2 separate regions of the Sus scrofa genome follow, and region 2 is linked to region 1. Evidence: chromatin contacts called from public Hi-C data. All regions are on one chromosome and are shown on one strand. The core of a region is the stretch at or near the end of the contact, and the rest is flanking DNA. Distances in the headings are between cores, read along the strand shown. Region 1 holds the start of STAG1 (cohesin subunit SA-1). Region 2 overlaps IL20RB (interleukin-20 receptor subunit beta).

Region 1 (6,935 bases), core at 1,523-4,022:
TCTTTAGATCTCTGGTACCAATTGTAGTGCCCACCAGAGTAGATGCAATATATTTTTGTTGTATTAACTCCCATAAAAGCATAAAGCATAACAGTATTTAATCCAGAAATTTAGCTACCAGGGCCCACTAATTTCTGTATTTCACAGTCAAACATGTGATTAGTTACTGCTTACTGATTAGTAGGTAGGGTGGGTTTTTTTCTTTTTCTCTGTTTCTTGTTTTTGTCCTAAATAGTTCTATCTTACATTGATGCCAAACCAGATCATTCTCCCTAATCACTTCTACATATAAGCTATCAATAGTTTCCTGGGAAAGGTCTTGAGACATGGAGCCTCATTTTTCCCTTGTCTTCCCAAATTCTTTTCTTTGAGATGAATGAAGTGAGCTGCCTACATGTTTTTATCCTAGACAGATTAGTTCCCATATCTGAGGCCCCATTTCTAGTCTATTAGTCATAAGTTTTCACCTAAGTGTTGTTTCCTGATTCTGACTACTCCTTAGTCCACTCAGAACTAATTAGGAGTGATTCTCATTTTTTGATGTGAGTTCCACTAAATGAGAGGAAGGAGGAGCCAACTGCATATTTAAATTTGGAAGGTGGGGAGATACAGAGTGTGAAAGGGAGTCTTTGGGACAACTCCCACCTCATAAGGTCATGGACTCTATTTCTTCTAAGTACACTGTAATATAATTTCATACATCACTTTCTGCCTATCTACCCTTCTACCTAATGCTTTCCTCTTTCATTGTTTTTCCCTTATTTTTCTTCTTTAATTCTATCTCTTTTTCTAAGATTTTTTTTTGTTTTTCTTTTTTCAGAGTTCCTAGTAAGAATGGGCAATGAGGAAATTTAAAGGAAAACTAAAAGGAAAAAACATGTTTACAAATAACTAAAATCCTCTTATGAAAAAGCTCTTCCCCTCACTTCTATTGCTTCAATAGGTGGCATGCCATAGTTAAGAGATCTGGATCAAAATCTCATGAAGAGTTTATTCAGATCATTGGCCCATTCAAAATACATATTCTCTTACAAAATAAAATCTAAAGTTATGACTTCAGCATATTTTTTTTCTGGGCTTATTTTCCCCACTTAAAATGATATTTTAGGGTCATAAGCTACCTGATGGAAAGGACCATTTTATCTGTTATATTTTTATTCACATCTCCTAACCTTATCACATGTTAAATATGTAACTAGAATTTAGCAAGGTGTAGTTTGATATGTGATTCTGGAGAAATAGTTTCAACCTCTGGACCATGGTTTCTCCAGCTTCAATAATGAATGTAATAATAGCTCTATCCATGAACTTTACTAAGATGTATCAACAAATAAAACTACTGTATTAGTTAGCTTGGGCTGCTACAGCAAAATACCACAGACTGGGTGGCCTAAACAACAGAAATTTAATTCTCACAGTTCTGGAGACTGAAAGTCCCACATCTGAGTGCCAGCAAAGTTAGTTTTTGGCAAGAGCTCTCTTCCTGGCGTGCACATGGCTGCCTTCTCAGTGTGTCTTCTAGTTGTGAAGACAGAGAGCAAGCTACAGGGCTTGCTGTATCTTACAAGGGCACATCCTATAGGATTAGGGCCTCACTCTTACCACCTCAGTTGACCTTAGTTACCTCCTAAAGGTCCTAGGAGGCCTTTCTAGAATACATTTAGAATGTACTTTTAAATACATTCACATTGGGGGATAGGGCTTCAACATGAATTTTGGTAGGGAACACAATTCAGTCCATGATAAAATATGCAAAGGTATTTAGACCCTTTGAATAATCCAAAATTCACTTACATTATTCACTTTAGATGCTAGTTATGGGATATAGATGTAGAGTTGTTGCTGCCTGGAGTTCAGTGTGGTCTACTTGCTCTAGCCAACTTGAGGCCAGGAAGGGCTGGACCATAGGTGTTTTGTGCTTGACCTTGTGATCCTATATATAGCAAGTGAACCACACACCTCTATCAGCACGCAAACAATTTTGAAGTTAAATATAGAAAAGCAGAAACTCTTGGAATTTAGGGCCAGGATTAAAAATGGGATTGGAAGATGTATTAATGCCTAAACAATATTTACTGACGATCTAGCATGTGCTTGGCACTGGGGAAAAACTGTATACTGACATGGCTCCTGATTTAACTGAATGTACAGTGTCGGTAGGGAGACGGACTGACTCTTTCAACAGCTTAGGTGGGGACAATATCTGTGCACCTTGGCAGTCTTCCCTAAGGGGGCAACACCTAAGCAGAGCTACAGAGATGGCAGGGAATGGAGGGTGGCTGCAGTGCTGGCGTCGCGGGAGAACCAACTTACTGATGGCCGGTGACTGGGGCTGGGCCGCTAAGAATGGGCAGACCTGGCACCAAAGATCACTGCTCTCCTCACAGCAAGGCTTCTGCAGCCAAGACGGGAAGCTACCCACGCACCAGGACCCTTCGAAGGCCTTCAGACTCAGCTTATTTCTGTTTGCTGCTCAATTTAAGCATATGTCTGACATTTTCCTCTCAGGTCCCCATTTCCAGGTCTTTATGTTTGTTTTGCTTTTTAAGTTCCCCGCCCTTAAAAACCTTTTGCTGGCAAGACCTTCTTCAGATGCGGAAACCAGGAGGAAGCGTCCAGAATAGCAAGGGCTGACCTCGGGAAGCCGTCATTTCTGTTGTGGGTTCTCTCCTGTGGCGCTGAGAAAGTCCAAAGTAATCAGCTAGAGAGACAAAAGCTACAAGAATCAGATGCAGGCCCGGCGTTCCTCGCCCGCTCGCTCAAAGCTGTCTGCGGAGCCTTCTCAGCTCACTCCACACCCAGCACAACGCTTGATTGACAGAGGGGCCCGCCCACTCGTGGCGCAGCGCAGATCGCTCTCGCGTCAGTGATAGGAGGGAACGGAGCGGCTGAGCCTATTAGATGGGGCAGGGAGGGGGTTTCCTGCCCGCGCGGATCCGCCCGCGGCCTCGCAGCCAGTCCGCACAGCAGCCCCGCCCACTCGCCGCGCGCCCCGCCCCTCTCCCCAGAGCTACGCGGCGGCAGAGCGGAGGCCTCGTGCCCTAACGGCCATCGCGGTGGCCGCGGTGGCATCCCGGTGCCCTCCTCAGGTGAGCTGGGGCCGCCTGGGCTCGGCAAGAGGGGAGGTGAGACGGTCCTGCCGGCAGGCAGACGCACGGACAGCTTTTCCTTGCTTCCAGAGTCTTCACAGCCTGTTACTTGCCGCGGCACTTCCTCTTCCCCGGCGAAGTTAGCCCCCGGGGGCGCCGTCTGCCGGCCCCGAGTTGAGCCGGAGGGGGCGGGGAGGCCGCTCGTCCCGGCCTAGGCATTTGCCTGGCTGCTGCGCGCGACCCTCTGGCCACTGCCCTGGGCGGCGCGGCCCCGCGGCCTCCCTCTCCATCCTTTGGGAGTCCGGTCGTGTTGAGCGCAGCGGCCTGCGGCCCCGTGAGGCTGGGAGGTCGAATGTGTGGCGCGTGTCCCCCACCCCGTTTCTTTTCCTAACCAAAAGTCGTGTTGGCTGTTGTGGCGCAGTCCGAGGCCGCGAAGGTAGGGACGTGGTAGACGAGGACAGGGGCGTGCACACCCCCAGCTTGAGAGTGGGGGTAAGGAGCGTTTCCCTGTGTTGGGGGTGGACATCCTGGTGATGCGCCATACGCCCCCTCCAGTCCCCCCCTCCTTTCCCTTCTACTGGAAAAATACGGGTTATTTTAATCTTGTGGATTTGCGGTAGATTAGTACGAGAGTTGATTGAACTATGAGCTTTTGACTATATTGTGTTCTAATATATCCAGTAAAAAGAATGTATCTCGATAGTTGGTTTTGTAACCTTTCTTATCTGTGTCCATAAAAGTTAAATTAGCCGTCAGAAACTCGGGAAGCTGGATTTTGTTCGGGTCTGAGAACCCTAACATTATGTGCGCTCAGTTAATGTCTAACTAAGGAATTAGTTACCTAAAAATAATTCTGGCCGTTGGATTTGGTAAGAAACCATGAGAGTTAGGAAAGAAGGTAAGGAGAAATTTCTAATCCTGTATTGGGTGGTGAGCAAATAAGCTGAATATCCGGACAAAACTGGTAAGTGTTGCAAGAGGTATTCACTTTTTAAAATCTTAACTTCGGCAGATTTATGAAAGACAATTTGTACAATTTATTAAGCACTTGGAAAGCACTGTACCCAAAGTCTCCATCTTCAGCTATGAGTGCATAGTAAATGGGGAAATAATCCAAGAAGAAGGTTTTATCTGTTTGATAATTGTCAATAATGTTTAGTTCTTAAATAGGCATCCCATTCACAGTTTGATAGAAACTCGAGAAATATGCAGTGGTTGATTAATAGTTTTATTTTATCTTGATCACAAACGTGGGGACTTTCTTTTTTGGAAATTATGATTTGTAAGCATTCTATGCAGAATGGTCAAGATTTCTTAGCTGTGCTTGTTCATGTATTAAATTTTAAGTTGTTTGCTTTCTTTTTCTAAGCATTATATTTAGTCCAGATTTAGAGGTCTTTGTAAATAAAACTTGAAGCATACATCAAACATTTTTTATCATGCCATTGGATTTTTCTTTTCTTTTTAAATTTTTATTTATTTATTTTTTTGTCTTTTTAGGGCGGAACCCGTGGTATTTGGAGGTTCCCAGGCTAGGGGTCGAGTGGGAGCTACACCCGCCGGCCTACACCACAGCCATAGCAATGCCAGATCTGAGAGGCGTCTGTGACCTACACAACAGCTCATGGCAACACCAGATCCTTAACCCACTGCTCGAGGCTAGGGATGGAACCTGCATGTTCATGGATGCTAGTCAGATTGATTTCCACTGAGCCCCGAGAGGAACTCCATTTTTTCTTTTTTTAATTCAGTGAATTTTAGTACATATTTATAGTTGTACGACCATCATCACAACCTAATTTTACTCTTTTTTTTTTTTTTTTTTTCTTTTTCCAGGGCCACACCTGCAGTATATGGAGGTTCCCAGGCTAGGGGTCGAATCGGAGTTGTAGCTGGCGGCCTGTGCCACAGCCACAGCAACACTAGATCCGAGCCGAGCCGTGTCTGCAACCTACACCACAGCTCACAGCAACTCCGGATCCTTAACCCACTGAGCGAGGCCAGGGATCGAACCCGAAACCTCATGGTTCCTAGTCGGATTCGTTAACCACTGAGCCACAACAGAACACCACAATCTCAATTTTAGAACATTTCCTCCCCAAACCCTCAGTTCATTCCTCTATTTTATTTTAATTTCTTAACCTTTGAGAGCTTTCTTGCCAAAGCTCAAGGTAGATGTGATTATTGTTGTAAATCACTTGTCAGGAAGACTTAATAGATACAAATGCAGTCCATTTTTTTCCCTTATAGTTTAATAATTTTCACAATTTGCTCTCCTTTATAGAAAAATACCAAATGCTCTCTACTTATACCAGAAGACTAAATGATTTTTTAGTTATTTAGTTAATAACTAGGATTGGAGGAAACTCTTGAAATCACTAAGCACTTAAGTTCTCCATAAATACTTTGCTGTGCTGTTTTAGGAAGACTACTGACAGGGCCAAAAATGACACTTAAGGGTTATTTAATAAGGCAACAATTCTATCTGGATATTTCTCACTTTATTTGAAAGATAGAATTTATAGCTTTCCCATGAAAACTGATTCCATATGCTGACTTTGTCTTTAGTGATATTATTCTGCCTTAAATTAGCCAGACATAAAAATTGGTTTTATCTTTGACTTGTGTCCACATAACATTGGCCAGTTTTTGTCAGCTATTTTCTGAAATTTATTTGAGATTATCTGTTCCTTCCCACAGCATTGAGCTGCATTTTCTGCCTGAATTTTCTCCCCACTCATTATGTCCTGCCTTCTGCCTCGTTCTTAAAATAACGCTTGCAACACTCTCGCTGTTAAACCAGCAAAAATTTGCCGTTATTTACAGAGCCTAATTCAGAATTCCCATCTTTCTAACAGTCTGCTGAAGACCTACTTTTTCTAATGATAGCACTGTTTCTCTATAGGAGCTGTCCACTCTAACCAAACCAATCTCTGTTCTCATTTAGAATTTGTATTTTTCTGTTTTCATGTCTTATGTTTAGCCTGCATTCTTTAAAAGGAATTTTCCTCCTTAAGTAAAAAATGAAGTCAAATTTTGTTGAAGTTTCATTTTTGGTCTTTTGGTGCATTCTTCTTTATGTTCCCTTTGTTGCTTTCCTTTGAATGCAGTCTCTACTGTTTTATCATTCCTTTGATTTTTAATCTTATGTGGGCATGTATCATAATACCATGGAGCAATATTGTGGGAACATTGGGATCCAACCTTGTGTTTTTTAGATAGGGAAAATAATCCATACGGACTAACTGCACAGTTAACTAATTCACAGTAGTGATAGTGGCAGAGCTGAGACTCAAACCTTGATTTCCTGCTTGACTTCCTAACTCCAGTTCTGTGTATTCCTTTTTTTTTTTTTTTAAATGCTGTGTTATTAGTGAAGCCATACTTCTTTTCATAACTTGCAATGTCATTTTGTATTGTTTGCTTCACATTACTTTGCACTTTGTGTATTTATGTATTCTCGTTGTTTCAAAACTTGTGTGTCAGGGCAGAGGAACCTTCATGACTTGCATTGTTTGAATCATTGAAACTGATTTTTAAAGTCTACATAAAGTCTTCTAGCTTGTTGGGTATATTAACAGAGTTAACAAAAATAATATTGTCATGTTCACAGTTGAGTTCTATGACCCACTGAAAATGAATCTCCAACAGTATTACTATTGGAATTTAGTTTGTTTGAGTCTCTTGATAAAGAGACTGAATTGTGGGGAGCCTTGAAAGTACAAGTGAACAGTGTATTACATATCATGTAACTAAGTTTACTGATCTAAATGAATGTTCTTTTTTTGATAGAACAGTAACATTTTTACAGTTTCCTATTTTGTCATTTTTGTTCATCAGTTAAGA
Region 2 (6,935 bases), core at 1,654-4,153, 110 kb after region 1:
TTTGGGGAGAAGTGGTATAAACTTGGTGTTAATTTCTCTTTAACTATTTCATGGTATTCTCCAGTGTAACCATCTGGACCTGGATATTTCATTTTGAAAGTTTTCGAGTGATGAATTCCAGCTTTATATTTACATAGCTTTATAATCCCCACGTACCTGACTAGGGAAATGCTTTGTCCACCAGAGGAAGGATGACAGAGAGGACCATGCCCCACCCTCCCATGTTACCTTGCTGGAACTGGCCCTTTCCTCTTCATCCCTTGGATGATTGCAAGTTTAAGGGTGGGGAGGGCAGGAAGCCTCCCATGTGGGTGCCCCAGGTGTTTCCTCACAGGGCAGATGGTGGATGCTGAGAGTGAGATGGGGAGACACTACCAGGGTCTTAACTTAGAGAAGAAGGAAGGGCACCAGCCAGGGTGTCCCTGGCAGCCCCCATCCTCTCGTGGTCACAGGGCTTGATAACGAACAGCAGGTGCCAACCTGGAGACAGGCACAGAGATGAAAAGTCCCAGGCGAGGGCCCCAGACCCATACACACTGTGCTGTTGATGTTATCACTGCAACTGTAACAGCAAAAGGTGGCAGGTGTTGGGCGTTAAAAGAGGAGCGTGTGAAAGTCAGAGGAGAGGCCCATAGTGGAAGATCCATGCTACACCCTGGGTTACACACAAGGGTGAGCCCTGGGGCTGCCCAAAGTCCTTATGAGAGCGGGTTCAGCTTCACAGGCCTCTTTGATTCTCTGTGCAAACTGTAGACCTACTGTGTGTGCCCAGTGTGCACATGGTGAGCAGATGCTTGTGTTGGGCTGGCTCAGAGGCTTGCAGTCTGCCTGATGAGCTGGCCTGCTGTGCTCTGGGCTGGACTCCTCCTTCCACAGCAGACCCAAGCCAGAACTTCTCACCTGGCAGCCGATGTCCTATTTGGCCTTACTGCGGGACACAAAGGAATGTGCTTTGGTACCTTTTGGCAGTAACAGGAGAGGGTGGCGATGAGAAGCTGGCCGGAGGCAGTATGGGTTTGCCATGTAGGGGTAGGAGACTCAGGTTTATGAAAACCGAGGTCACATAGTGGCAGAGTCAAGGTCTGAATCTAGGTCAATCTGACATGGGGTTGTACATAATGGGCTTCAGTTTTCTCATTTATACAGCAGAGAATCTGGTGGTCCTCACCTCCCAGTGTGGTCATTAGGCTAAAGGAGATAATCGTGTGATAACCTAGTAGGTGACCTAGACAGAGCATCGTAAGTGCTCAATAAAATTAGCCTTTATTATTATGAATGTTGACATGCCATTCTATCACCAAAGGCAGAATTAAAATGACGACAGCAAAAATTAAGTTTGAACACAAGTATGGTGAAATTACAGTTGTTCCAAAGCATGTGAGTTCTTTCATTAGAAACTAACTTGAAGCGGTGGCATTCCCCTATGTGAGCTTACCTGTAAGCCTGTCTATCTGACTTGATCCCAGATGGAGTGGCTGTTCTGCCTGCCCCACAGAACATCTCAGTGCAGTCAACCAACATGAAGCACGTCTTGACCTGGAGCCCAGTGATGGTGCCTGAAGAAATAGTATACTATTCTGTCGAGTACCAGGGGTGAGTTTTTTTGTTTGTTTTAGTTTATCTCTTTTGGATAGTCGTTAACTCCTGGAGGCACAACCCTCATTCCAGAGCCCAAGGAGGCTTTGTGAGTCCAGGGAGAGATTATTTCCCATGATCTGCCTCTCGTGTCTGCCTCTTGGACACTGAGGGAGCTGACGCAGCAAGGGAAATTGTCCCGTGGATTTGACGGTGAACAACCTGGGGACACAAACATTTATAAACACATTTTTTGGTGAAGCTTGTTTTTAACAGTGCGTCAATTGTCTATCACTGAAGAAAATATTAGGAAATGAGGTGGACTCTCACTTGAGGTGGAGAAATCATTGGAGACTGAGATCCTCTGGGGATGAGGGAGACCTCGGTTTTCCCGACTGTGCGCATGTCCCTAGGAGCCAAAACAAATTGTGACCCTCTATGTCAGCTGGTCCTCTTCCAGGTATCCAAGCTCTCAGAGGTGTTGAGTGACAGGGACACAGAAGGTGTTCAACATATTTCATTAACAACTCATACACTCTCAGCTGCTCCAGGTGTAGACTTTCTCCTAGGCTCAGGGGTACAGTTGACCAAGTTTCTGGAGATAAGGAGCTTACATTTACCAGAGGAGACAGTAAAAAGTTCAAGAAATAAAGACACTAGGTCTACACTGTCCAATGTAGTGGCCACTAGACATGGACAGCTATTTAAAGTTAAGTTAGTTAAAATTAAATTAAAATGTCTGTTTCCCTGTCATATGAGCCATATTTCTTTTTCTTTTTCTTTTCTTGTCTTTTAGGGCTGCACTGGTGGCATATGGAGGTTCCCAGCTAGGGGTTGAATTGGAGCTGTAGCTGCCGGCCTACGCTACAGCCACAGCAAGGCAGGATCTGAGCTGCATCTGCAACCTACACCACAGCTCACAGCAATGCCAGATCCCTAACCCAATGAGCAAGGCCAGGGATCAAACCCTCGTACTTTTGGATGCCAGTTGGGTTCGTTAACCACTGAGCCATGATGGGAACTCCTCACATGAGCCGTATTTCAAGTTTTTTTTTTTTCTTCCGCTTTTTTATGGGTGCAGATTCAGCATATGGAAGTTCCCACTGAGCAAGGCCAGGGAACAAATGCACATCCTCACAGAGATTACATTGAGTCCTTAACCCGCTGAGCCACAGTGAAAATTCCGCATTTCAAGTTCTTAATAGGCACATGTGGCTAATATCACATAGAAAAACACCCATGCAGAATAGTTGCACCATTGCAGAAAGTTCTATTGGGCAGCACTGCTTTGGGTGTCAGAAATCAGTGCTAGGAGGGAGCTAAAAGGCTGATGCAACAGAGATGACACTGTGACAACTTTTATTAGATGGGCAGGGGAGGTCTGCCTGAGTATGTGCTGTTTAAGCCAGTGGCTGAAGGACAGGAGCAGCCGGCCAATGTGGAATGCAGGGGCAGAGCATTTGAGACAGTGAACGTGTCAGCCTGTTGGGGAAACGGCAAGGAGGCCTGTGTGGAGAGAGCATCATGCTGAAGGTTGGAGTGAGAGAGAAGGCCAGAGAGTCTTGTAGGCCATGGGGGAGGTTTGGATTCCATTCAAGGCCAGAGCTCCTTGGAGAAATGTTATGCTCTGCTGAGTGATGAAGGGTTTGGAGAATGGCAGGAAGGGAAGCCGGAAAAGCAGTCAGGAGACCCAGCAAGGCAAGGGGTGCAGTGGCTGCGAACGGGGTGGTGACTGTGCAGACAGACCAGGACAGAGTTTATGGGGTTTAGGTGGGGTTTATGCCTGGATTTCCCTCATCTGGTAAGAAAGGGCGTAAGGAAGGATGGGTGGTTGGTGAAGGAGGAGAGGGGAGGAAGTGGAATGTGGAGCCAATTCTTCTTTTCCGGACCCATAAAAAGTCAGCGAATGAGGCAGGTACTTGAAACCATCATTGAGGCTGGGGAGAAGGGGCTGCTGTGATACTGTCTCCTCCTCTCTTTGTCCAGAGAGTATGAGAGCCTATACATGAGCCACATCTGGATCCCCAGCAACTGGTGCTCACCCACCACAGGTCTTGAGTGTGACATCACTGATGACATCACTGCCACTGTGCCATACAACCTCCGGGTCAGGGCCACGCTGGGCTCACAGACCTCGGCCTGGAGCACCCTGAAGCACCCCTTTAATCGAAATTCAAGTAAGGCCCTTTTCTACTTACTCCACACCTCTACCAGTTCACACCCACCCCCCTTTCAGGAGCCATGTTCACTGAGCCTTTAGGATTCTTTTCAGCATCAAATTAGTCTTGCAAAGTCAGAGTACTGTGAACATAAACAACCCTAACTGGTCTATTTAAAAAGTTTCTGGCAGCTTCCTACAGCACCCCCCTCTTTTGTTTTTGCTTTTTAGGGCCACTCCTGTGGCCTATGGAAGTTCCCAGTCTAGGGGTCAGTTTGGAGCTATAGCTACTGGCCTATGCTACAGCCACAGCAACGCAGGATCCAAGCTATGTCTGCAACCTACACCGCAGCTCATGGCAACACCGGAGCTTAAGCCACTGAGTGAGGTCAGGGATGGAACCTGCATCCTCATGGATACTAGTCGGATTCATCTCTGCAGCGCCACAACAGGAAATCTACCCCCTCTCATTTCAAAAGAGACTTTGGAAGTTATTTATGATTTTCTCTGGAAAGAAGGCTGCTCTAGAATTGGGGAGATGAGGCTAAGACGGCCTCTCTCTACCCTGATGGTGCCTCAGTAAATCTTATACTGCCTCCCATCCCTACCTCATTAACTCCATCTTTGTTTCCTGTGTGTGCATCTTTGTGCAATAGTGTCTATACATTATTAGCGTGACCAGAAATAGTCTTTTGGAAATGAGTAAAATTTCTATAACAATAGAACCTGGAAAATGATGGAGAAAGAAGTAAGGGAAGAACCCAGATTAGTGACCAACTATGGCAGAGTGCAAATAATTACCAAGGTGTAAAAGAGTGTGTGGGGGGCATAGCAGGAGCAAGGGCAGGATGGCCAGCAGGTGAGGAAGCAGCTGGTCACAGGGTGAAGGGCTTTGACATAAAGCTTGATCAAATCAATAGAGGGGCTCATGGAAGAAGAGAGGGTCTAGGCCAAGTCTGTCTCACCGAACACTCGCCCTGGCTGCTGTGGGGAGAATTAGCTTCAGGCAAGAAAAGAGTCGGGGGGTGAGTGAACCCTGCAGCTGAGCCAAGGTGGGTCCTGAGCCAAGGTGGGTCCTGATCCCAGGAGTCGGGGAGGGGAGCGAAAACATAGCCATGGCTGAGTTAGAAAGTTTAGAGCCTTGGGGACAAGTTACTGGGAGTCAGAGTTGTGGGGAGACAACGATGGTGTCCGGCTTCTATTTGAAGTTGGTGAGAATGTCATCCAACGCAGAGAACCTAGCAGGGGTGACTGGTCTGAGGAACAGGAGACTCTCCTGGCTTTGGGCTATTTGAGATGGGGATTCCTATAAGATATTGTGCCTCAGATGTCTGATTTATAGTTGGAAAGCAGGCCCTGGGGCTCAGACAGATCAAGGTCAGACACAAAACTAATAGCTAATTAATTAATAGCTAATCACCTCACTTGGGAGCAGGTGAGATTGTCCAGGGACAAGACGTGAGGACAAAGAGAACCCAGGAAAAGATTCTAGGAAATCTATATAAAGAGGATGGAGGGAAGGGCACCCACAGGTGCCGGGAGAGGGAGAGGGGCAGGGAGAGGGTCATGGAAGGGAGGATAGGAGAGCTGCTGATAGGTCTGAAGGAGGTCCCTAAATGGGTCCTTGAGAAAGTGGCTTCGTGGAGCAGTGAGCATGTTGGTCAGGCTGCCGGCTGGAGGAGTGAGTGGAGGAGAAAGGCGCAGGGCAGCCCTCCTCTGAGAGGGGTGTGGATGATAATGTGACCGGTTTGGACATGCAGGAAAGGCAAGGGAAAGGCTTGCCTTCGGTGACTGGTTTTCTTGGTGTGGCAGGCAATCCTCTGGTGTGAGGACGTAGGAGGGTTGGGGGCAGCATGTACAGTAATGGAAGGAATCGAAGGTTACTGAGGGGTGTAGAAGGTGGGGGAGCCCACCCTGGAAGGGGCTGAGGAAAGTGAAGATCCATTTGTAGGGGAAGTTGGCCCTCTAGATTCCGACAGTTGTGGTTCTAATCCCAGTTCAGCCACTCGAGTCCTTTTCTGTAAGACGGGCAACAGTTTGCCTCACTGGGTGACTGTGGGCAAGATGAAATGTGTAAATGATCAGGGCAGTGCTGTCTTATCACAGCACTCAGCTATTAGTAAGTATCACTACTATTACCATACTACTATTACTGTTATTATCCTAGGGATGCCAGAGTTAAGAGCCAGAGAGCAGAGGAAGGAGTGAAAAGGTGGGGACTGGCATGGGACCATTGAAGTGGGGTACCAGTAGGAATTTGGGTGCAGAATGTGGGCTCCTCTGCCCAGGTGTCATTCCCTAGGCACTGGGAGGATATGGCAGAAGCAGTGAGATCCCACTGGCAGGCCCTGCGGGAGCCTGTAGGGCACTGGAAGGTGGTGCAGCTTTGCCTCTTCCTGCAATGCCCAGGCAGCATCCAACACCACCTCCTCTGGGTCCTAGAAACACGGAGCTCCAGCTGGGGCTGGCAGCAGGGGTTGGAAAGGAAGGCATGGGGTGCTTGGAGATAAGGAAGTGCCTGCAAAACTACGTGGGTGGGTGTGTGCAGTAGGAACTTGCACTTGAAAAGGCCAGTGTAAACAGGAAAAGGGCTTGCTGCTGGAGAAGCTGAGGAAAGGATTCTCTGTACCTGCACCAAAAGCAGAAGATGTGATCCTGTGTGGTCCCTGTGCCGGTGATGTTGGCTGTAGAGCTGAGATGGAATTGAGATTCTTAAGGGCATTAAGTCTGTAGTTGGTCTTTGAAAAATGCAGAGGTTCTTAACCTCAGTTGCATGAATTCAAGTCACAGGGGAGCTTTAAAACCATTTATCTCTGGGGCCCATCCCCAGAGTCCGATTTAAATGATCCATGTGCATCCTGTTTCTTGGGAGTTAAAAATTCTCCCCAGGTTATTCTCATGTATAGCCAGAGCTGAAATCCACTAATACCAAGGCTCAACACCCCACACAGCAAAGTCTAGAAACATGGAAAGACATGAATTCAAATTCTGGCCATTAACTGTTGTGACTCTGGGAAAATCACTTCTCTAAGGCTCTGTTATGTCATCTGTACAAAAGGAATAGTATTTACCTTCTTAAATCTACTGGATGGATTAAATGAGATAAGGATGTAGAGGACAAAGGACAGAGGCTCAACACTGTCAAGAAAATCCCCTGAACTGAAATGACCTTAGGGCATTTTCTCTAATCCTATTCTCAACA

What was found. A called contact is a pair of places that touch in the nucleus more often than the background predicts.
Region 2: a contact with region 1 is called in a Hi-C map of skeletal muscle, with 2.5 times the contacts expected there. The contact joins the enhancer-like site here to the promoter of STAG1 in region 1. A contact is called at or near these places in 1 of 5 promoter capture datasets (liver), 7 of 47 Hi-C or Micro-C datasets (embryonic fibroblasts, liver, retroperitoneal adipose tissue and 1 more) and 2 of 2 datasets of contacts at active chromatin or transcription factors (alveolar macrophages and skeletal muscle).

The regions. Positions count from the first base shown.
Region 1 is chr13:77,860,725-77,867,659 of Sscrofa11.1, forward strand. It overlaps STAG1 (cohesin subunit SA-1), which reads right to left and starts at 2,773. Exons shown (of 38, transcript XM_021071121.1): 1 at 2,314-2,773. It also overlaps a transcript of NCK1 not described here.
Region 2 is chr13:77,966,053-77,972,987 of Sscrofa11.1, forward strand. IL20RB (interleukin-20 receptor subunit beta) reads left to right here. Exons shown (of 6, transcript XM_013982051.2): 2 at 1,467-1,593; 3 at 3,562-3,752. Among named protein-coding and RNA genes, the nearest start is that of IL20RB, 23 kb to the left of the region's middle. Within about 2 kb of position 2,904, at least 4 of the 83 cell types and tissues checked have an H3K27ac peak or open chromatin away from gene starts, as enhancers often do. A contact at or near this core is called in skeletal muscle, where this site is marked.